Linked DNA regions of Sus scrofa: region 1 is linked to region 2. The links are chromatin contacts, called in public Hi-C maps. All regions are on one chromosome and are shown on one strand. Each heading gives the region's core, a stretch centred on a gene start, on an enhancer-like site or on the middle of the called end of the contact. The rest is flanking DNA. Distances are from core to core; before and after follow the strand shown.

Region 1 (6,672 bases), core at 1,402-3,901, 85 kb after region 2:
TAATTACCTATTATAGTCATACACTAGAACTCTTATTAACTCCAGCCTGAGTACCTTTATGTTTTTAAAGCCAATATTTCTGACCTAATTAGAAAGGACATTTGGGGATCTATAATTTCTGAGCTTCTCTTACTTAATCTGTAAAATGGGAATAATAATAGTATATTCCTTGTAGGACTGCTCTGAGGATTGTATGTTAGAATGTATGAAAAACTCATTGGATTTCTAGAAACATGGTAGGTGATCAATAAATTGTGGCCATTAACTTCCTGTAAATGTATGTCTCATAAATAAACCACAAATTTATTAAGAATTTACATCATTCTTGATATCCTATCCTTCTATCAGCCTATAAACACACCAAGCCAATGAGTCTTTCTAATTGGTTGGGACACATGGGCCCCTTGATACTACTCAGAATCTCTCAAAAGTGGTCAGATTCCTTTTCTTTTTTCTTTTTTTTTTTTTTTTTTTTTTGTCTTTTGTCTTTTTGTCTTTTGTTGTTGTTGTTGTTGCTATTTCTTGGGCCGCTCCCGCGGCATATGGAGGTTCCCAGGCTAGGGGTTGAATCGGAGCTGTAGCCCCTGGCCTACGCCAGAGGCACAGCAACGCAGGATCCGAGCCGCGTCTGCAACCTACACCACAGCTCACGGCAACGCCGGATCGTTAACCCACTGAGCAAGGGCAGGGACAGAACCCGCAACCTCATGGTTCCTAGTCGGATTCGTTAACCACTGCTCCACGACGGGAACTCCCAGATTCCTTTTCTTTGCCTTGTTCTCCTCCACAAGTTAAGATGAGGGAAGAGCAGGGTGGTGACAACTGTCTAGAAGTTGGGCCATTTCAAGTTATGAGACCACACTGAAGTGAAAGACCTTTCTTGTCTCTCTGCTATGTGGTCATAGGGTAGGCCTACCATGGCTCTCTACACCTGCATCAGTAAAGTTAGAAACAGACAATAGTGTTGTTTCCTTCACAATTTCAGAGAATGTTAACAGACTGTATCTAATTAAGTAGTTGAATGCACTATATTCTGCAACTGTTGGTAAAAGATGTGAGATTTACTAAAAATCAAACTCATATTCTCTTTCTCATACTCTTGGGACAAAGACAATGGACATGCAGAGTGAGCTTTCTTGACTAATTGGCAATATGAGCAGTACTTTGTTTCTTTTTTTGTTTTGTTTTTAAATAATGATTTTTATTTTTTTGTTTTGTTTTTAAATAATGATTTTTATTTTTTTCCATTATAGCTGGTTTGCAGTGTTCTGTCAATTTTCTACTGTGCAGTATGGTGACCCAGTTACACATACATGTATACATTCTTTTTTCTCATATTACCATGCTCCTTCATAAGTGACCAGACATAGTTTCCAGTGCTACACAGCAGAATCTCATTGCTAATCCATTCCAAAGGCAACAGTCTGCATCTATTATCCCCAAGCACCCCATGCATCCCACCCCCTCCCCCTCCCCCTTGGCAACCACAAGTCTGTTCTCCAAGTCCATGATTTTCTTTTCTGTGGAAAGGTTCATTTGTGCTGTATATTAGATTTCAGATATATGTGATATCATATGGTATTTGTCTTTCTCTTTCTGACTGAGTTCACTCAGTATGAGAGTCTCTAGTTCCATCCATGTTGCTGAAAATGGCATTATTTTGTTTCTAACTTAAATATCTTCTCTCTAAAAAGCATCCTAGGAGTTCTTCAGTCAGAATGCCCTCCCTCTGATCTAGAATATCCCAGATGGTCTGACTTGCCTGTATCTTTTCCCCCTATAGACTGTGATTTTACTTTTATGCATAATCATTGTAGCTAGTATTTATTAAAGGCTGTCCTGTTTGTCAGGATCCCTGATATATGTTCTAAAGTATTATCTCATTTGTTCATCAAACAACCCTTTCAGGGGTCCTACTATTCATCCTCACTTTACAGAGAGGGAAACTATGGCCAAGGACAGTTGAATAAGCCCAAGTTCACACAGCTGGTAAGGATAGGGTCTGCTCAAATCCAAAGCCATGCCATAACCACTGTCCCATACAGCCTCTTGGTTCAAGTAGAGGCCACCTCTTATCCATGATTGTCACACCACTGTACCCACCCGAGTATCTAGGATAGAGAGGTTCTCAGTCAGTGCTGACTGATACTGAGTGGAACAGAAGTGCCAGAAACGTTTAGTACCTTTGCTGTCACTGATTGGTATCTGATGTCTCTATGGTGAGAAGAGAGTGCTGGAGCAAACATCTGCCTCAGGCTTGTAGCTCTCTCTCCATGTTATTTGTGTTGCTTTCTGACTTCTCCTCCTTCCTCACTGAATCATGTGGATTAGAAATTGGAGCTTAGTTCACACAAAGGGAAAAGAGAACTCTGAACACTCTGTGTGGAACTAAGAGAAGTATGGCATCCAGGAAAAAGATAAATATAAATATTTATATATATATGGAAATATTTAACCTAATTAAGTCAATATGTAACCTGAAATCATCATATTGCCAAAAAAGTCTATGAGTGCTGATTCAGTGCCCTTTCTTCCTGATTTGACTTGGTCTGAGAATACGCTGGTGGGTGTGGCTTAAAGATCCCAGATCACATGTGTGGAACTAGGTGTTACTCAAGCAAATAAAAATCTGCTCAATATATCTGCTGTACGTACTTGAGCAGAGGAGAATCTGCAAGAATTCACATCTCCTGGCCTGCAGAGAAAGCAGAAACATGAGCACAGCAGGAAAAGTAAGGGAAAATTTTTTTTTTTTACTTTTGGAATTATATTCTAATTCATATAATACACAAAGAGCTATAGAATGTAGTGAATAATTTAAAATGCATATACAAGTGAGAAGCAATATATACTGAAATACAGCATAGAATATATGCTTCAATGTATGCATATTAAACTACAGTTGAAGTGAATTATTCTTAAATGTCTTTAACAAATATGTATAGAATCTATACCTATTAAAGTCTATATTAAATAAATGTGCAGTAGTTATAAACGATCATGAGTAATTTGCAAATCTAAAATTAAAATGAAATGTTTTTAATCAAGAAGTTATCTTTATATTAAGAAAGTTTTCTTTATAGTAAGAAACCATAATTTAAATGTGCTATTCTTTGTAATCATATTCTTTTTATGAATACAGGAAAGTTAAGTGTGACAAAAGTTTCACTGCTCTCAAAGCATTAGAATGATTAAGACTAAGCAAACTAACATCAATATGCAAATTCTGCTTTAAAAGGCACAATTCAAGAAATTGCCATAGAAATCCTATAGAATATCTTTCCCATAATAAAGTCAATGTGATTTTACAAAACAAAATTAATACTGATACAGTTTGAATCACTTATTAGCACTGGGAACAGAAATATCTGGTTCTAAGTCTTCCACAGATTCATATTTATTTGTTCACTGTGCTTACACATGCAAAGAAATGCATGTAGTTATTAAATACAATACAATTTTAAGACTTTTGCTTACTGACAAAAGTCTGTGTAACTGTTTCCAGTAGGTTTTGCTGTGTTAGGAGTGAATTGTACAATATAATATCTTGCTACAATAACTATTGAAAGCTTCTGAGTTTCTACACACAACATGACACTACAGGCTTATATCAAAAAGACTGACTGGAAATCACAGGGGTAACCAATTGTCAGTGTTCTTATTCTGACTATTTTCATTCATTGCCGATTAGCATTGCAATGGCCTATTACATTCCAAATGAAGAATAGACAGGAAAAAGAAAAATTAAACTTGCTGAAACCCAGCTTAAAAGAAATAATGAGGAATTCCCATCATGGCTCAGTGGTTAACTAATCCAACTAGGAACCATGAGGTTGCGGGTTCGATCCCTGGCCTCGCTCAGTGGGTTAAGGATCCAGCGTTGCCGTGAGCTGTGGTGTAGGTCGCAGACGCAGCTTGGATCTGGCGCTGCTGTGGCTCTGGTGTAGGCCGGTGGCTATAGCTCCAATTAGACCCCTAGCCTGGGACCCTCCATATGCCGTGGGTGCGGCCCTAGAAAAGACAGAAAGACAAAAAATAAATAAATAAATAATAAAATAAATAAATAATGAATTAGGGAGCAAAAGGATAAACCAAATATATTAATGAAAATCATAAATTATAGGCTATCAATCTTTTCCCCTCAGGTGCAACATCGAAAACTTTTATCTTTACAACACTTCATTTATGGTTACTCTTGCCTGCATTATATTTTCTTCAGAGGCTAAATGGCAACAGTAATAATACCTACTTTATAAGGTAGTTGTGAAAATTTAATATTGGAGAGCATTTATAATAGTGCCTAGTACATAGAAATAATTCAATATTAGTCATTGATATTATTATTATTGTTGTTACTGTTAACCTGAATCTTTTGTTAATCTTTTACTACTGTGGAGTAATGAAAAGATAAAGTGGGATATTAATTCTCTGGACAGACAGCTTTGTGACTTTAGTTAAAGTACTTAGCTAATTACTGAGTCAATTGTGCCTCAATCTTTTCATCAGTAAAATAAGACTAATAATTCAGTAATACTGCCTCTTGAAGTTTAAACGTCAAGCATATAAGTCACCCAGTGCCTCCATGTGTGACTGCTACATCATCGGCACCCAATAATCAACACCTATCTACCACTGGTGTGTTATTTCCAAGTACGCTCATATTTATTGTGTCACTGACCATGACAAACACTCTGCAAAGTAGGAGGATCTGGCATATAAATAATGACAATAAATTATCAGATAAATTTCAACTGAAATTTTGATTGTTGCAGTATTTCAGTTCTCTCTAGAAGAAAACACCCAACTATACAAGCTTGGCAAAAATGAAAAGTCCTATACTACATTCTGAAGCACTGAAAATATGTGTTCAACTTTTATTTGTAAGAACATCTGTAGGGAAGCTATGCTAGCTAAAATGTCAGGCACATAGTTCTCTCATTTTTAAGTGTGTGTGTTTATGTGTGTAGCTTTAGCTCTGCAGTTTTTGGCTCTGGAAGAAATCGCTATACATAAATTATGTTGCACAACAGAGCTGCCAAATCTAACTTTCAAATGAGTAATGCAAAGAAGTAGCACACAGAAGGAGTGGAGAGAGAAAAATCAAAGGAACAAAATAGGCACATAGAGAAAGAGAAACCCTCAGCAGGAAGGCAAGCATGTAACTGGAATCAAACTCAGACTATTTTGGTTTAAGTGGATAATTGAGCAAGAGGACAATCAGTTTCACATGAACAGTCAGCAAAATCACGGTGATTTAGAATTTAATGTATAAGCCAACAGTTTGGTGTAAACAGCCAATTCCAGGACACTAGGAAATAGAAATAATTAACAATGCTTAGAGAAAAAAACATGGCATTCTTTCTTCATAAAATAATATATTCCATTTAAACTCAATGTTTCATTATAGTTAGTTCTGTTTCTCTTTAAGTAACTTTTTATATTTTTTATAAAAAGTTACTTTTATTCTTTTCGTAAATCAGAGGTTCTTCATTTTTATGAAACAATGTTAGGTTCCAGACATGGGGCTAGATGTTGCATCAGAAAAGGGGCTAGATGTTGCATGTAAAAAGATGAGAGACAAAATCTCTGACTTCGGGGTGAGGAAATACCAGTATCATCTGTCTGTTCAATTTCCAGGTAATAAAATGCAAAGCAGCTGTGCTATGGGAGCTCGAGAAACCATTTTCCATTGAGGAGGTGGAGGTCGCACCCCCGAAGGCCTATGAAGTTCGTATTAAGGTAAAATATTTTCTTCACGTCTACTTAATTTTAGGTTTAAAAATTTCAGAGAGTAACAGTGAAGATAACCAAAATTCATTAAGATTTTTACATGGTCATCCAGACAGTGGAATTATATTTGTTATCAAGGAAATATGTAAATACACATTGTTAAAATTTTTAAAAGAGACCAAAGAGTATATACTGTACAATCCTAATAAAATAAAATAAAGAATTTACATGTTAGTACAGAAAAAAGTACAAAGAAACACATAGCAAGATTTCAAAATCAACTAGCTTTAGATGGTGGAATTTTTTTTTATGCTAATCCGCATTTTCTACTTCTATTATAAAAGGATACATTCTTGGAGCGCCCATCGTGGCACAGGGGAAACAAATCTGACTAGGAACTATGAGGTTGCAGGTTCGATCCCTGGCCCCGCTCAGTGGGTTAAGGATCTGGCATTGCTGTGAACTGTGCAGACACGGCTCAGATCTGGCCTTGCTGTGGCTCTGGCGTAGGCCGGCAGCAACAGCTCCAGTTAGACCCCTAGCTTAGGAACCTCTGTATCCCAAGGGTGTGGCCCTAAAAGGACAAAAGACAAAAGACAAAAGAAAAGGGGGGTACATTCTTGTATATTATGTAAGACTTAAATATTTCAGGAACAATATTTCACAGATTATTCCAAATTGTTTAATGCATGAAAGGAAAGTAGAGGAGGCTGAGTAATACTTGGGAAGAGTATGAATTATTAGCAAAATACTTGAAAACTCTTCAGTGCAATTTCAGGAAACTGGGTATGTTAAATCTATCTCAGGGTCATAATCTTTTCTGAGTCTGATCATCCTCCTTTTACTCTGTAGATGGTGGCCACAGGAATCTGTCGCTCAGATGACCATGTGGTTCGTGGATCCTTGGTCACACCTCTTCCTATGATCCTAGGTCATGAGGCG
Region 2 (7,156 bases), core at 1,915-4,414:
AAATTGCAGAGGAAGGAAGTCTCCCAAAGTTATTCCATTAGACCACCATCACCCTGATATGAAAACCAGATAAAGATACCATAAAAAAAGAAAACTACAGGCCAATTTCACTGATGAACATAGATGTAAAAATCTTCAACAAAATACTAGCAAAAGGAATCCAGCAATATATTAAAAGGATCATATACCATAATCAAGTGGGATTTATCCCAGGGATGCAAGGATTTTTCAATATCAATCAGTGTAATACACCACATTAACACATTGAAGAATAAAACTGTGTGGTCCTCTCAATAGATGGCAGAAAAAGCCTTTGACAAAATCCAAAACCCACTTCTGATAAAAACCCTTCAGAAAGTGGGTATAGAGAGAACCTATGTCAACATAATAAAGGCTGTATATGACAAACCCACAGCTAAAGTCATTCTCAATGGCGAAGAGCTGAAAGAATTCCCGTTAAGATCAAGAATAAGACAAGAATGTCCACTCTTGCCACTTCTACTCAACATAGTTTTGGAAGTCCTAGCTAGCAATAAGAGAAGAAAAAGAAATAAATGGAATCCAAATTGGAAAGAAAGAAGTAAAACTATCACTGTTTGCAGATGACATGACACTATACCTACAAAATCCTAAAGATGCTACCAAAAAACTGTTAGAGCTCATCAATGAATTTGATAAAGCTGAAGAATACAAAATCAATACATAGAAATCAACTGCCTTTCTATACATTAACAATGAAATACCAGAAAGAGAAATTAGGGAAACAATCCCATTTACCATTATATCAAAAAGAATAAAATACCTAGAAATAAACCTACCTAAACAGATAAAGGACCTGTATTCTGAAAACTATAAGATGCTGATGAAAGAAATCAAGGATGACACAAACAAATGGAAAGATATACCATGCTCTTGATTTGGAAGAACCAGTATTGTCAAAATGAGCATACTACCCAGGCAATCTACAGATTCAACACAATCCATATCAAATTACCAATGACATTTTTCACAGAATTATATTTAAAAAATTTAAATTTGTATGGAAACACAAAAGACCCCAAATAGCTCAAGCAGTCCTGAGAAAGAAAAATGGAGCTGGATGAATCAGGCTTCCTGACTTCAGACTATACTACAAACTACAGTCATAAACACAATATAGTACTGGCACAAAAACAGAAATATAGATCAATGGAACAGGATAGAAAGCCCAGAAATACACCCAAGCACCTATGGTCAATTAATCTATGACAAAGGAGACAAGAATATAAAATGGAGAAAAGACAGTCTCTTTAGTAAGTGGTGCTGGGAAAATTGGACAGCTACATGCAAAAGAATGAAGTTAGAACACTCTCTAACACCATACACAAAAATAAACTCAAAATGGATTAAAGACCTAAATGAAAGACAGGATACTGTAAAACTTTTAGAGAAAAAAATACGCCAAACACTCTGTGACATAAACCATAGCAATGTCTGCTCAGATCTGCCTCCCAGAGTAATGACAATAAAAACAAAAAGAAATAAAGGGGACCTAAATAAATTTAAAAGTTTTTGCACAGCAAAGGAAACCACAAACAGAATGAAAAGACAACCCACACAAGGGAGAATACATTGGCAAATGAAGTAACTGACAAGGGTTTAATCTCCAAAATATACAAACATCTCCTTCAGTTCAATATAAAAAAACCCAATCAAAAAATGGAAAGAAGATTTAAACAGACATTTCTCCAAAGCAAGACCTATGTACTATCAACAGGCACATGAAAAGATGCTCAACATCACTAATTATAAGAGAAATGCAAATCAAAACTAGAATGAGTTAACACCTTACACCAGTCAGAATGGTCTTCATCAAAAAGTCTACAAACAATAAATGCTTGAGAGGGTGTAGAGAAAAGGGAACCTTCTTACACTGTTGGTGGGAATGTAAATTGGTGCAACCACTATGGAAAATAGCATGGAGATTCCTAAAAAAAAACTAAAAATAGAAATACCATATGATCCAGCAATCCCACTCCTGCACATCTATATGAAGAAAACCATAATTTGTAAAGATGCATGTATCCCAATATTCATTGCAGCACTATTTACAATAGCCAAGACATTGAAGCAACCTAAATGTCCATCAACAGAGGAATGGACAAAGAAGTTGTGGTACATATATTCAATGGGGTATTACTCATCCATGAAAAGAAATGAAATAATGCCATTTGCAGCAACATGGATGGAACTAGAGATCATCATTCTAAGTGAAGTTAGACTAACTAGTGAAAGACAAACATCATATGATATCACTCATATGTGGAATCTAAAAAAAAATACAAATAAACTTATTTGCAGAACAGAAACAGATTCACAGACCTTGAGAAACTTATGGTCACCGAAGGAGAGAGATTAGGGGAGGGCGTGGGAGGGATGGACTGGGGGTTTTGGGATTGGCAAATACACACTGAGATATATGGAATGATTGGCCAATGGGCACCTGCTATATAGCACAGAGAACTCTACCCAATATTCTGTGGTAATCTATGTTGGAAAAAGAGTTTGAGAGAGAATGGATATGTGTATATGTATGACTGAATCACTTTGTTGTGCAGCAGAAATTATCAATCTTATAAAAACAACTATACTTCAATAACATTTTTAAAATTTCATATACAGAATCTCATTAAATTCTCATAACCATTTTGTGAAATAAGTGCTATTAGTGTTATCTTATAGATGAAGAAATTAAGTCTTGCAAAAATTAGGTAACTTATCAACGTTAAAGACATTCTCAAATGGACGTCAGAGTCCAGAGATTGAGCTCTTAAGCTCTGTTCAGTGTAGTCTCCCTACAAGAAAGACACTATCTCCTCCACTTAGCAGATGAGAAAAAAGTGGGTACAAGAAATTAAGTCATCTGCCTATAGTTTCATAGCCAGCAAACCTGAAATGCAAACTCTAGTCTGTTTTGCCTTCAATCTAAATTTTTCTTACAGCATTTTACTGGTTAGTTTGGGCTCCACAGAGCCCAGGTGATGACAACAAGGGGAGAAAGTGAGTTTGACTCTGAGGATACAGCTGATCAGAAAAAGAGGCAGAAGAACCATGGACTATGACCTGGGTATGTTTACCCAAGAGTTTGTTAAATCGTGTTAGCCTGGCTCTGCCTGGCAGTTCGTATTGTTGAAGAGCCCGCCCTTCTCTTTGAGGTTGTTTCTGTGTGTGGGTAAGCAAGTCAATAAGGGCTTTGTGCTAATCTCTGCTCCTTGGGTTAGGATTAGGACTCATTCAACTCGTCTCCTTCCAGCTTGTTTCCTTTCCCTTTCTTTCCCCTCCTTTTCATCATCCTTCCCTTTTTTCAGCTGTTTTATAGACACTTCCACAAACTACACATACTTTTCATTGGTCACTCAAGTAGCACATCACTTCCCCTTTGAGATTACCTTTGAGGCTCATTTAAATTGTATCTTAATCCCCCATCTCTAAAATTGGTCTAAACCTATACATCTATGGTCATTTGATCTTTGACAAAGGGGGCAAGAATATACCATAGAGAAAAGACAGTCTCTTCTTTCTTTTCCCTACCACCAGTTAGTGGTGTCGGAAAAGCTGGACAGATGCATTTAACCAATGAAATTGGAACACACCCTCAGACTATACACAAAAATAAACTCAAAATGACTTAAAGACATATATAAGACACCATAAAACACCTACAAGACACCATAGGAAAATATTCTATGACATAAATTGTGCCAGTGTTTTCTTAGGTTACTCTCCTAAAGCAATAGAAATAAAAACAAAAATAAACAAATGGGACCTAATCGAACTTGTAAGCTTTTTCACAGCAAAGGAAACCACAAATAAAACAAAAATACAACCTGTGAACAAATATTTGCAAACAATGCAATCAACAAGGGCTTAATTTCCAAAATATACAAATAGCTCATATAATTCAATAACAACAACAAAAAAACCAATCCAAAAATAGGCAGAAGACTTAAACAGACATTTCTCAAAATACATACAGATAGCCAACAGGCACATGAAATGATCTTGCTAATTATTAGGAATTTATTATTGGAATTACCACCTTGCTAATTATTAGAGAAATGCAAATCAAAACCTCAGTGAGGTACCACCTCATGCCAGTCAGAATGGCCCTCATCAAAATGTCTAAAAATATCAAATTTTGGAGAGGGTGAAGAGAACAGGGACTCATTCTACACTGTTGGTGGAAATGTAAATTGGGGTAGCCACTATGGAGGACAGAATGGAGATTCCTCAAAAAGCTAAAAGTAGAGTTACCATATGATCCAGCAATCCCACTTTTGCACATATATTCAGAGAAAACTATAATTTGAAAAGATACATCCACCACCATGTTCATAGCAGCACTGTTTGTAATAGCCAAGACATGGAAGCAACCTAAATGTCCATGGATAGAGGAATGGATAAAGAAGATACAGTGCATATATATAATTGAATACTACTCAGCCATGAAAAAGAAATAATACCATTTGCAGCAACATGGATGGACCTAGAGATTATCAAAGTAATTGAATTAAGTTAGCGTAGAAAGATAAATATCATATGATATCACTAATATGAGGAATCTAAAAAAAAATACAAATGAACTTATTTACAAAACAGAAACAGACACACAGACATAGAAAACACTTATGGTTACCAAAAGGGAAAGATGGGGGGGAATAAATTAGGAGTTTGGGATTATCAGATACAAAATGCTATATGTAAAAAAGATAAACAACAAAGTCCTACTGTTGAACTATATTCAATATATTATAGTAAACTAATGGAAAAGGAAAAAATGGATTTAATATCATTCACTTCATAGGCTTTTATGAACATCAATTGAGATAATGATTTAATGATAATAAACATTAATTACTGAAAGAACAGCTATAAAGAGAGAGAAACAGAGCACAAGGTGACCAAGCTAATCTGTAGCAAACTGAAGCCCATGACTTTCAGATAGCAGGAGGGATCTCTCCTACTTTTGTGTTGGCGGAAATGTTGCCAGAGCTCTGATTTTCAAGCATAGTCTGATATAAAATATTCTGTTTCTCTCTTTACTTAAAGCATTGTAGCATTTCAGAAAATTCCTACATTTGCATGTCCAAGTTACATTTCCAAGGTGAGGGCTCAAGTTTGAAAAGAAGTGACATGGCCAAATCAAAGCCAAACCCTTTATGAGACTCTGTGTTGATTTTGATTTAGGAAAATAAAATTCACTATATTGTAGGAATAATTCAACCTATTTATTTTTAAGTTAGAAGTTTTTTTGTTTTTGAAATAATCCAGGCCAAATTTCAGACTTGTTCTCAACCCACAGGATAATAGCTCAGACCTCATTTAGCCACTAGCTCTCCCACATTATGCAATCCTGGGTCTTGTCCTCAGTGAGTACTCCAAAACAACTTCATCCTGTCACATGCCTTCATTCCTTGGACTAGAAAAGAAAAGCAGACCCATGATTCTGTCTTCAACAACACCCAGGACTCATCTCTCCAGAAGTGCAATTGGCTAAGAGCCTCCAGTGTAACCTAAGAAGTACCCACTGCTCATGTCCAAGAGCAATTCAGCCCCCCGCCTTATGCTTTTACCCTTAGAGGTGAATTTTTTTTTTTTGTCTTTTTGCCATTTCTTGGGCCACTCCCATGGCATATGGAGGTTCCCAGGCTAGGGGTCGAATTGGAGCTGTAGCTGCTGGCCTACACCAGAGCCACGGAAACTCGGGATCGGATCTGCGTCTGCAACCTACACCACAGCTCACGGCAACACTGGATCCTTAACCCACTGAGCAAAGCCAGGGACCAAACCCGCAACCTCATGGTTCCTAGTCAGATTCGTTAACCACTGAGCCACGACAGGAACTCCAGAGGTGACATGTTTTATACTTATACATTTCCATTTTTTTCCAGGCATACTATAGAAGAAGTGGAAGAATGTCATAAATGGGTCTTCTGAGAAAAACTGGCAAAGATAAGTCAGCTCCTGAAGACGTAATACTTGGCTCTGATAATGAAACCAAAAATGGTAAAGGATCCAGTGTCAGCCGTGGAAGGTCAGCAGATACAGGCAGCATTTCCCTCAAAGTGTGGTCTTCATGATGACGCTAGGTAATCCAAATACATGATTTTGAGCTGTGTTCTCCTACCTTTCCTCCCCTAATCCATCATGATCTGATCCTTTTGTAAAACATAAAAGAATTACTAGAAAAAAATGAAATGAGAACAAGACATACACAACACTAGCCTGTATTTTTTTAATTATTAGATTCAATAGACATATACTTAAATCTGGCAAATTACTATACAAATTTCTAAACAATCTGGTGCTCATCTCATCATGGACCAGTAATAGGTGGAGGATTGGCCTAGGAGTGTGGACCACACTTAGGGGCTTGGCACTGCTAGACAGGCTTCCCATTAGAATCACCTGGGAAGATGTCTCCTGAAAAGTACTCAAGCATAAAATAAATGGAAATCATTCAACAAAAAAAAAGAAAGGAAGAAAGGAGAAACAGAACCAACTGGAAAACAAGGTTTAAAATGGCAATAAATACATATCTATCAATAATTACTTTAAATGTCAATGGATAAATGCTCCAATCAAACGACACAGAGAGGCAGATTGAATAAAAAAGCAAAAACCTACAATCTGCTGTATGTAAGAGTCTCACCTTAGGGTAAATGACACACATAGATTGAAAGTGAAGGGATGGGAAAAGATATTTCATGCCAATGGACAAAACAGGAAAGCAGGAATTTCAATACTCTTATCAGACAAAATAGACTTTAAAATGAAGGCCATAAAGAAAGACAAAGAAGGACACTATTTAATGGTTAAAGGATCCATTCAAGAAGAGGATCAACATATATGCCCCTAATATAGGAGCACCCAGATACCTACAACAAATACTAACAGACTTAAAAGGAGAAACTGATGGGAATACAATCATAGTAAGAGGATTTTAACACCCCACTCACATCAATGGACAGATCCTCTAGACAGAAAATAAATAAGGCAACAGAGGTCCCAAAGGACACAATAGAAAAGTTAGACTTGATGGACATTTTCAGGACATTATATCCAAAAAAATCAGAATATACATTCTTCTCAAGTGTACATGGAACAGTCTCAAGGA

What was found. Hi-C and Micro-C count contacts between places; a contact is called where the count stands out from the background.
Region 1: a contact with region 2 is called in a Hi-C map of liver, with 6 times the contacts expected there. The contact joins the promoter of ADH1C here to the enhancer-like site in region 2. A contact is called at or near these places in 5 of 47 Hi-C or Micro-C datasets (heart right ventricle, liver, skeletal muscle and 1 more).

Annotation. Positions count from the first base shown.
Region 1 is chr8:121,086,768-121,093,439 of Sscrofa11.1, forward strand. It overlaps ADH1C (alcohol dehydrogenase 1C (class I), gamma polypeptide), which reads left to right and starts at 2,652. Exons shown (of 9, transcript NM_001243939.1): 1 at 2,652-2,732; 2 at 5,638-5,739; 3 at 6,583-6,672. The coding sequence starts at 2,715. The region is part of intron 4 of C8H4orf17; the gene reads right to left.
Region 2 is chr8:121,001,002-121,008,157 of Sscrofa11.1, forward strand. The region is part of intron 5 of C8H4orf17; the gene reads right to left. Among named protein-coding and RNA genes, the nearest start is that of ADH1C, 85 kb to the right of the region's middle. Within about 2 kb of position 3,165, at least 5 of the 83 cell types and tissues checked have an H3K27ac peak or open chromatin away from gene starts, as enhancers often do. A contact at or near this core is called in liver, where this site is marked.